Linked DNA regions of Mus musculus: all the other regions are linked to region 3. A link is a contact called in public promoter capture Hi-C data. All regions are on one chromosome and are shown on one strand. Each heading gives the region's core, a stretch centred on a gene start, on an enhancer-like site or on the middle of the called end of the contact. The rest is flanking DNA. Distances are from core to core; before and after follow the strand shown.

Region 1 (3,710 bases), core at 464-2,963, 220 kb after region 3:
ATGTTTTCTTTGTATTGGTGGTGGCTTGGGGGAGTTTGCAGTGGAAATGTGGCCAAGTGGGCGAGCTACACATGGCTGCACTCACTTCGGTGATTTAAGAGGATCCAGTGCAGTTTTGGAATTACATCTCTGTTCTTTGACTGCGGTAGGATGCCTTGGGAAGATAAGCTCAAAATCTGGGCAAGTGGTTAGGGATAGAGGTTCTGGGCAAGGGTGTGCTTTGACGATGGAGTTTGAATATGTAAGCCCTTACACCAGAGCTTAGAGCATGATGCTTGGTGTGACCTGTGTACTGACAGGGATGTGGCCACATTACAAATGTAGATTTATCTGCTCTTTGGCAACTGAGAAGCTGGCTACTGAATGCCCATTGTGGGCCTGGACCTTTGCCAGTCTTGGAGATACAACCCACGGGTAGACCAAGGATAATGCCACAGAAGTCGTAAAAATGCATTTTATCTTAGCCAATAAGTGATAGAAGGCACCCAGATGACACAGTTCTAGAGGCCCCTCACACTTGTTTAGGATGAAGCACCACCAAACTGGGAGCTCCAGGAAGATATAGACTTTGTGGTTGCTCTTTGTGTTTCCTCTGGCCATGCTAGCAATTAGAGCAGTGTGTGCCACATGGTGCACACTCACTGTTACACAAACATGCCAGCTACCATTCCAAACAGATATGTGTGCAACAGGTCACCTCATTTCACAACTACCCCAATGAAGTACACAGACTATTCATAGACCTAGCCCCAAAGTGGCTCATTGAGTAGAGGTAACCTGCAAATGTAATGCCTAGGGTCTCTACTTGCAACCACTTCCCTGTGCCAAAGAGACAGCAGATTAATATGTGCTCACGGCATTTATTTAGGGCACAACTGATACTAGGGAAGGTTGCCATGCCTGGTGATGTAGGGCTACAGTTTCTCTATGTTTGGATTGGAGCTGCAGGGGTTGGGACAGGACCCTGTAGTGGTTCTTCTCTCAAAAGATGGTTATCTTTGATACAGAGCAGATATCTTCAGACCAGGCCCATAGCTCCCCATAAAAGCCACCTCATAGGGCATTTACCCTGTGTGGTAAAGCTTGTGCCAGGAGCTGTGAGGAAATGGAGGCTGAGTTTGCACTTTCAGACTCTGAGGCTCTCCACACAGGAGTGAGGGACAATGTAGAGATCTGGGGCCTGTGTGATGATCTTTGCTCTCTTTGTGACAGGCAGAGGCATGGCACAAGTCACAACCATCCTCGAGGGCGGCGAGATACATGACCCTCCACTGTGCTGCTTGCCATCCTGGAACAGCTTCTCTGTCTAAAGTTTGCCTTTGTTTGGTAAGTTTTTTGGATACCAAGGAGACGGCGATCTGATGAAGTGTCTCGAAGCTGCAGGCAGCTGGAGAGGCAACAGTATGAGAGTAAATGGCAGTGGAATGCTAATAGGCCATGTGCCTGCGACACACACTGATGGGACTTGTCTCACCCTATCACACACTGATTTCCCCACTAAAATGGTCTTTGGTAAAGGCTATTTCTGTTGCAAGTTCACCTGGACTTTGCCCTGAGTGGGGAAGCTGCCTCCTCTGACTCCTGTGTTCCTTTGAACAAAGGAGCTCCATGCATACTCCTTTGTATTCACGAAGAGCCGAAGCTCCACCACTGCACAGCTGTGCAGGCTGGGCACTCACTGAGGTGTCCTCTTGCTGGCTTGGGAACCCTGGGAAGCCCCAGCTGTGCAGAGAACAAGCTGTTGAGTAGCTTTGCTTTGGTTCACAGTGCTGACCCACCAATCAGCGGGCTTGTGATTGATGGAGGTCTGTGCTCTGGGTTATGTGAACTTGGGATGTTTTCAAGGGAAAAATCTGGTCATGAAGCAGAGGCTGGCCAGTTTGAGATAAGTGTGAAAAACACATTACAAAAGGAAACAAACCCCAAGTTTCCTGATGAGGGAAACAGCCCTATTTAAGATGTCTCTTTGTGCACGTGTTCCTGCACACGGGGCTGAAGACTGGGTGTGTGACAGTGTGTGAGCTTGGTGTGTGGGTATGCACAAGTGTTAGAGACTGGTGGAGAGAAGAGACAGAATATAGACGTGGCTAGGGAAGGCAGGATATTAATCATGCTAAAAGCAATCTGGCCCCATGGGATTTATAAGGATCCAACTAAAATCAATGGGAAATTTTATGAGACAATTTTCTTCTTGCTGGCTCTGGGGATTGTTTGAACTCTCATGGAGCTTTGGGCAGGGCTGGCTCAGAACTCTTCCAGTTCTCACACCTGGGTATGAGACTATGTCTTTTTCATGTCGGCAGCTTGGGGGTGAGTCATCATGGAGGACTGCAGCCCTGACCTCCTGACTTCCTTGGCTCCTTGGCTCAGAACTCTGGCTCTTTGAAAACATTAAGAAGGTGTGGGAGGAAGAGGAAAGGGGTCAGAGGGCCATGGCCAGTGTGCTTTGTGGTGTTCAGACAGATGGGAGAGGACAGAAGACACACACGGGCACCAGTGGCTCCCCATTTGCTTCAGATCCTAGTTAGATACCAGGTTTTTCACCCATCTCCTATTCTTCCCACCCAGGCAGCCAACAGTTCACACTACTGCAGGCTGTTGCAGGAGCCAGCTATCTTTGATGATCTCTCTCTTTATGCTGATGTCCTCCATTAGCCAAACTTCCAGGGAGTAATTTTCTTATTGTGATGGGCCTTGTTGCATAAACAGGATTAATTATGTACATTCAGAAAAGTACAGAAAGCATTGGCTAGGACTCCAGTAGTCACCACTGAGTTCTGGAAGATCACCTGTGTTAAGCAAACGTCTTCCTCAGTCCTGGAAGTAAATATCAGGTAAAGCCAGCATATAATAACTCCAATGGAGCCTTTAATGTACACACACACACACACACACACACACACACACACACACACACACGCGCGCGCGTGTGTTTCTGTGATTGCTGATATTTATCTCCGTGTAGTCTTTAGCAGGACCATTTGGCAAGGGATATGTGCCAGTAATTCCACTTGTGACTGTTAGTGCTGAGAAAGAGCTCAAATAAGCATGAAACATGTAGAAGGATAGTCAGTCTAATGGAGAAAACATAGTGACTACTCAGTTATGCCCTCCTATCAAAACAAACAAACAAACAAATAAACAAAAAACAAAAAAAGCTATGGTTAATAACATGAAATATCACATAGTAGTTAAACAAGAGCTACATGCAGTATGGGTATAATGTTATATAAAAAGAAGCAGAAAAAAGGCTCATTTTTCATGGCCAAGCTAAAGATACAATCCTTCTCTTTAATGAAGCATTCTGTGAAAAAATTCATCCAAATGAAATCAATTGCCTTTTCTCTCCCATAAAGCTTTATAACTTTGCAACTCATATCCAGCAATACTCTTATTGGATAAAAGAATACTGTGGGTTTTCTGACAGTCTTTAGCTGTGTCCCAGTGCCTTCTCCCCCAAGTCTGATCTAACCTCATATGGCCATTATACTCTCTGAGGATGTGGCTTGATTGTAAAGTGCTTGCCTGACATACGAGAGGTGTTAGGCTCAATCACTGTAAAGTAAGTAAGTAAGTAAACAAACAAACAAACAAACAAATAGTGTATTTTCCGGTGGGAAGGCAGAGGCAGAAGTATTGTGACAATCTCAAGTTAAGCCTCGAATATACAGTGATCTCCAGCAAAACCAGGGCTACAAAGCAAGATCCTT
Region 2 (3,637 bases), core at 202-2,701, 150 kb before region 3:
GCATTAATAATCCTTGTTGAAGATGAAGATTATTCATTACCTTAAGAGCCTTTTTAATGAAGCAAGCAATAAAAAATGTATTTGGTAGATTAGACCTGATTTAACCGACATTACATTTGACAAATTCTACTTTGCACATATGGATCCCCTTTCATGCTGAGCTCTCCATAGATAATAATTCATTGTTAAAGCTCTTATACTCCTTTCAAGGAAATTTCTAGGGACTAATTCAGGACTAGAGCTTTTTTTTTTTTTTTTCTGAAGTCCGTAGTAAATGATCACTTAATGAACCCATGCAATTTGGATGCTGTACTTTACAGTGGAAGGTTCAGGTTGCATTTTTCTCTGTTGCCCTTTCAAAGCCAAGGCAGCCACAGGCTGAGCAGGCAGGGATGTTGTGAGAGGCTGCTTCTCTCCATAAATCTGATAACAGAGTCAGACGACGACGACGACTCCTTTATACTTGAACCCTGATAATTATCATTTATACAAGATTACATTAGATAAAAAAAGCTTATGTGAGATGCATAATAATTTTTTTTCCAGGAATGCTTTTGTTCTTGAATTGGAAGGACGACAGCCAAGACCCGCCAGAGGCTAATGGCCGCACGTGAAGGACTGACAACACTCATCCCAAGTCAAGTCAGGGCAGAAAAGACTCCAGACAGGGATCCATATGGTTTTCCCTTCCCTCCTTTTGTAATTTAAATCTTTACGCTGCAGGAGCTCCTACACGGAAAAACCTAGACATGTCCACAGTTTTAGGGACTCTATCTTTCTGAATACCAAGAGTGATGCATAACATGGAAGAGAAGCCAAAGTTCAGTCTGTTCTCTCTGCCTTTCTCTCACCATCCCATTGGAATGATTGAGATGCCTACTGATATGGGGGCCTCCTTAGGATTACAGTATTTTTTTAACTAATAGCGTAAGGGTCTATGGTTTTGTGGACAATTGTTGAGCAATCCTCGTAGATCCTAGAGTAAAAATGCAGGCTGGAGCAGAAGCAGGACTCCAACCCAGGTCTTGCAGATAATTAGGCAGAACCATTGCTTTCAGGCCACTTGAATTCATTTAATAAAAATTCACAGGCTCGCGGGCAGTGGTGGCGCATGCCTTTAATCCCAGCACTAGGGAGGCAGAGGCAGGCGGATTTCTGAGTTCAAGGCCAGCCTGGTCTACAGAGTTAGTTCCAGGACAGCCAGGGCTACACAGAGAAACTCTGTCTTGAAAAAGAAAAAAAAAAAGAAAGAAAAAAAATTCACAGGCTTCCACTCTGGGTTGAAGAAACCAAGTTGGGATAACCTAGGTAAAGTTTTACCCTTAGTCATTCAACTGAGGACATCACAAACAATGACTGAAATCAGAATTTTCTAGACTCTTCACTTACTCTTCTACACAATCTTGTCTTGGTAGAGCAGATTCCTATCCACTTAGTCACACTCACTGTGATAGACTCAGAACGGAGCCTGACACTTGAGATATATTTGGTGATTGCACAATAAATGGCTGAGTAAAGGAGTTTAAAAATTAAGAAAAAACAAGCATAAAACTTTCCAAGGACAAAAATATGTTTTTGCCCCCTGATGAAGAGCCAGAGAGCATGGTGAAAAATTGGTTCTAAGTTAAGACTGCATAGAATGAGATACATGTTTAGAATCCATTATGGTATCTGAGTGAAAACTCAGAAGCTAAAGAGTTAAAAGCTCCTGGTTTGCTCTTCCCCTACAAATTGTGCTGCTGGATTTAAAGAATGAAAGGAATCTTTTTTTTTCTTTCTTCCAGCACAGATTCAGTTGTTTTCACTGGTAGCAAGAAACGCTGACCAGAGAGACCTGTTTCTGACAGAATCATTTCTAGTTAGCATTGTAGGTAGGTGGTATTTCTCAAACAAGAATAGGAATGCACTGAGCTGAACAAAATTTTAGACTCAACTGTTGCAGCACCTCAAACACAAAGGTGACCACTCCACTGTCCAGAGTCCCCTGAGAATGACCTTGAGGATCAAGTGGCTTTGCCTCATGGCCTCCCAGAAAGTGATAAATGGCTTTTAGATAAGAAATAGTGGTAGCCATCAAAGAGTATGCTGCCCAAGGAAAAACACAGGTTTGAGCAAAGAATAAGTAGATAAAAGTTAAAGAAACATGACAGAAGAAATAATTCACCCGTACCATGCGCTCTCTCCATTAGTTGTTAATAAATACCATTGAACTTATTTTATTAAAGATGTAAAAGAAAATGATTAGCAGTGTAAATTTAGACTTTCATTTTTTCCTCCAATTTTTTATTAGGTATTTACTTCATTTACATTTCAAATGCTATCCCGAAAGTCCCCTATACCCTCCCCCCTCTCCCCTGATCCCCTACCCACCCACTCTCACTTCTTGGCCCTGGTGTTTCCCCTGTACTGAGGCATATAAAGTTTGCAAGACCTAGGGGCCTCTCTTCCCAATGATGGCCGACTAGGCCATCTTCTGCTACATATGCACCTAGAGATACGAGCTCTGGAGGTACTGGTTAGTTCATATTGTTGTTCCACCTATAGGGTTGCAGACCCCTTCAGCTCCTTGGGTACTTTCTCTAGCTCCTCCATTGGGAGCCCTGTGTTCCATCCAATAGTTGACTGTGAGCATCCACTTCTGTGTTTGCCAGGCACTGGCATAGCCTCACATGAGACAGGATCCCTTCAGCAAAATCTTGCTGGCGTATGCAATAGTGTCTGCATTTGGTGGCTGATTATGGGATGGACCCCGGGTGGGGCAGTGTCTGGATGGTTCATCCTTTCGTCTCAGCTCCAAACTTTGTCTCTGTAACTCCTTCCATGGGTGTTTTGTTCCCAATTCTAAGAAGGGGCAAATTGTTCACACTTTGCTCTTCTAAGTGGATTTTAGCCCAGAAACTTAGAATACCCAAGATACAACTTGCAAAACACATGAAACTCAAGAAGAAGGAAGAACAAAGTGTAGACTTTCATTTCTTTATTACGTTTTAGTAACAGCAGTGTATTCATCTCTTCCTTATGGTGTCAAACTCATTGCAGACCAAAGACTATATGGTACTTTATAGAATTAATTCTATAATGGCCGATTGATTAGGATCAATTAATTCTTAGTTAATTCCAGGAAGTCATCTAGCCTGAGATTCTAAATCAGACATCTGCTGAGTCTGCATTTGTAGGGCTGTCTTCTTCAAGCATCTTTTCTCTTGCTTGGGAAAGAAAGTCACTGTAGAGACGGAAGCAGATGATTCTAGATCATGACCTTTAATTTCCTCAGAGAGAACCTGTTATAGACATCACAAAGATCTGTTGGTTACCATTTCATCCCTGGTGTTTCTCTGGATAATCTTCTTCTTCTACTGGACACTGAGGACCACTAAAAGTCCAGAGCTAAGATTGAATCTTTTTCTTCTTTTTTTCTTCCCTTTTCCCTTGGGTTTGATGTTCTTAGTGTACCTACGTTTTTATCTAAGTCTTCTCAAATCATTTTAGTAGGAGTTATTGGGGTGAAATCAACCAAACAATTAATTTATTAGATGTTCTTTGAGATGGCTGGGGCAAGCTGTGTTGAAGAGAAACTACCATTATGAAGCTGGCATGATGTTAATGGAATACATAGAGTGTTATGAGTCCAAATTTT
Region 3 (3,399 bases), core at 75-2,574:
TCCAGCCTTTGTTGAGCGTGTCACAGGACACTGGCCAAAATGTTACTATCTGAACAGGCCTTATTAATAGAATGAAAAATGGGCTCCCAAAACACACTTCAACAACGATAGCATGGATTTCTTGAAGTGTCTGATAATTTTAATTAAAAAGGTGCATTATAATAATATTTTTTAAATCTTCAGGAACATTTGACGCCTCTCTAGGAAGGAGTGAACGAGGCAGCTTACTTAGTAATATCCATTCCGACTGATTAAACTGGAGCCAAAACAGTTCCTCAGGATCCAGCTTATGGTGACCCCTGAGCTGGAGAGAGGAAGGCCGGAGAGACTGAGTGAACCTTCACACCACAGAGTGAATGGGAGATCATAACATGTCCAGGCCAAAGGCTAGTGTGCACGTTGTGGAGCATTGCCACAGATCTCTCCAGTCACCTGCTTATCCTAGAACAGCTCACTGAAACATAACAATCACCGCTAGGCAGGCCAAAGTTTTATTTATTAATCTACCTTCTGAAAAAAAAAGGTAAGAAATGGTTCATAATCGCATTAAATATACACCTATCCAAGTTATAGCTACAAAAACTACAAATATAAACAAAACATATACACGTATAAACAAAAACTGCAGATGTGAAGAAAACACATAATGGGAACATGAAACGTGCCGAAGCCTCTATTGAAGTTAAAAACTAAATTTATCTCTGAGCTTCTTGGGAGCCAAGGTAAAAAGGGAAACAGGTGCGTACACAATTCTCACAGTCTGTTCACAGAGGGCAGACCTTTGATGTAAACCTTTTTTTCTACTATGGCTTGCAAAAAGAACTAACCAGTCTTCAAGTTTCTATGCTCCGATCCTGCCTGTCCCTGGTTGTTGCCTGACCTAGATTGCCAAAGATTATGAAACCACGCTTGATAAATAAATTGTGAAACGACTCGACCGATTTCTATGCTAAACAAAGAGAGGAAAAGCAAATGAACAAACGTTTCCAAACATTCAAAAGTCAGAACCACTCAAAATAAAAATTGAAACCAGCGGCAAATAAAACCAACCCAAATCTTGGCGAAGCCGAATCTCAAACCCTGTCGCTACAGGCTGGGGAGCAGCAGAGCCAGCCAGGCTGTGTCTGTCTACCGCATATGGGGGAAGGTTCCAGGCAGTATCTCCAGGCTCATCTAATGGCACGGGTTCAACACCAGTGAATGGGCCTTAAACAAAGGGAGAGCTCCTTTGAAAATGGGCGTTTGTGAGTCACCGGTCAGTGTAGCTGCACAGTTTGTGGGAGTGGGAACCGCTGGCAGCGGGGCAAAACAGTACAGCTCAGGCCTTCAGAGCTCCTAAGCCCTGAAAGGCGGCGAGGTTCGAGCCGGCTGGTCACAGTGGCACACTTGGCTGAGTGCACGGCCAGGTGGTTTGGGCATATTGGCAACAACTGGCAACCTGCCCGATACATATGGCTCAGATTGCTGCGCTCTTCCCACGAAGCCTTCCTAGACTCTTGAGCAAGCAGTCAGTCGCTTGCGCACAAAATGCGTCTGCATGTTAAATAAGATCTTTTTAATAATATCTACTGATGTAAAATCCTTTCACTAAAAAGGAAAATAAAAAGATGGAGGCAGGTGGCTGCCAAGCACGTAATGAAAGCATCTCGTGAGAGGAGGCGCCTCTGCCGATCCCTTCCAACTGGCTTTGCCCTTACTTCTGCTTTTCTCTTTCACAAGGGTTGGAACACCCTTTCCAGCCCTGGGAAGCAAGGTTTGTGTGGGCTTTCAGAAGGCTGCCAAGGGGTCAGGTGACCATGAATTCCTGAAAATATAAAATAAATAGAGAGACAATAAAAACGAACCCTGTATGGAGGAGCGTTATTAAACCATGATTGACAGATAGCACTGAAAGGTGTCAGTATAGTCTATCATGTAAATACATATCTGGAGACTTGTTAAAACACAGCCTAAGTGCTAACTACTGAGGCACATGTTACTTCCCAAGTGGTGCTAATGGCCCATAGCATAAGGCAGGATTTGGGCTTAGGAAGCCCGGCCCCACATACTCCTGTAGGGATACCACACACCACATTAAGTAGTCCACAAATAGCAGTTCCTGCCAGAGTTGGATTTTTCTCTGCTAATCGTATTTCTTGGATGTGGAACATTTCATTTCTTTTGCTGGGTACAGGAAACATATTACTTAAGGTTTGGGGCTGAGTGGCTCAGTGGTAGAGATCGTGCCTACATTTGATATACAGCACCCGCCTCCAAATCATATCACCAATTAATGCATTAGTTAATGTGATTGCATGAATTACCACCAGGACCTTGTTTCACTTTTAATAATTTGTAAATATATGTTTGTGGTCTGTTAAAATTGCAAGCCATTTATCTAATGAATTGTGCTGAATCTTCTGGAATTATATAGTCTACTTGTTAAGACGATTAAAATGGATGTTGCATTGAGTATGTGTTTTAGAATTTTTTTTTTAGCACAGCATTGCTCAAGCACTAAAATAACTTTTATCTCTCATACCAGTGGGGACTGTACACACCCACAAATCTAAAACTTTTACAAAGATACAAACATACATATTTGGTAGAAAAGAACCATTGTGTTTCCTCAGATAGAATGACATCAGCCTCAAATGAGAACAAGCAAACCTTCTTTTGAAGACAAGAAAAAATGTTTAAAAAACATTGCTACAGTTGCCCATGCTTCACCCATACAAATCTCCCCGAAAGATACTATGTAGATAAAAAATTATAAAATGCTATTATAGCAAATATTTATTTTAGGTTAAAATCTTCCAATCAATTCCTCTTCATGGACTTTAATTGCTTTGGGTTGTTTGGGGTTTTTGTTTGTTTGTTTATTTTTGTTTTTTGTTTTTAAATTTCAGAGACAACAGTTCTCTCCACAGCCCAGAAAGGACTCTAACTCTCCACAGCTGAGGTCTGCCTCAAACTCAACATCTTTCAGCTTTCAGTCTCCCATGTGCTGGCATGACAGATATAATGGAATACCCAACGTCGGGAAGTTTTGAGAAACAGTGCAAACTCAAACCAGAGGTGTTCAGTAAAGTCTTTTGCCATGAATCTCAACAATAATAGTCTGTTTCTAAGTAGTAACAACAACTTAATAGAGGAGCAGGGGTAGGGGGCCACTAAACTTCCCTGGTGCTAAGAACAGCAGGGGACAGGAATGGAGACCTTATAAGAAGGGGCTTCAGCGCAATGTGAAATGACCTATGCAGGGCACATTTTCAACACCCTCACCCTGTCCTCTTGATCAGCAAGTGGTGCCACCTTGGAGCATTATTAGAACACCCTTTCACCAACTTGGAATCGTTCCAGTCACTGCTGTCTCCAAGGACACAGTGTGAAGTCCTGAGAGTAAGTCACAGTGGGCCA

What was found. Capture Hi-C pulls out chosen DNA fragments and counts their contacts.
Region 1: a contact with region 3 is called in a promoter capture Hi-C map of adipose tissue. The contact joins two enhancer-like sites. A contact is called at or near these places in 2 of 9 other capture datasets (adipose tissue and pancreatic islet).
Region 2: a contact with region 3 is called in a promoter capture Hi-C map of adipose tissue. The contact joins two enhancer-like sites. A contact is called at or near these places in 2 of 484 Hi-C or Micro-C datasets (cerebellar granule neurons and stem cell-derived neural progenitor cells) and 3 of 9 other capture datasets (adipose tissue, liver and pancreatic islet).

Annotation. Positions count from the first base shown.
Region 1 is chr4:97,688,239-97,691,948 of GRCm38.p6, reverse strand. It overlaps a transcript of Nfia not described here. Among named protein-coding and RNA genes, the nearest start is that of Gm38709, 87 kb to the left of the region's middle. Within about 2 kb of position 1,713, at least 43 of the 459 cell types and tissues checked have an H3K27ac peak or open chromatin away from gene starts, as enhancers often do. A contact at or near this core is called in adipose tissue, where this site is marked.
Region 2 is chr4:98,059,120-98,062,756 of GRCm38.p6, reverse strand. All of the region lies in intron 7 of Nfia (nuclear factor I/A), which reads right to left. Among named protein-coding and RNA genes, the nearest start is that of Gm34218, 38 kb to the right of the region's middle. Within about 2 kb of position 1,451, at least 29 of the 459 cell types and tissues checked have an H3K27ac peak or open chromatin away from gene starts, as enhancers often do. A contact at or near this core is called in adipose tissue, where this site is marked.
Region 3 is chr4:97,908,901-97,912,299 of GRCm38.p6, reverse strand. All of the region lies in intron 2 of Nfia (nuclear factor I/A), which reads right to left. Among named protein-coding and RNA genes, the nearest start is that of Gm40208, 27 kb to the left of the region's middle. Within about 2 kb of position 1,324, at least 110 of the 459 cell types and tissues checked have an H3K27ac peak or open chromatin away from gene starts, as enhancers often do. A contact at or near this core is called in adipose tissue, where this site is marked.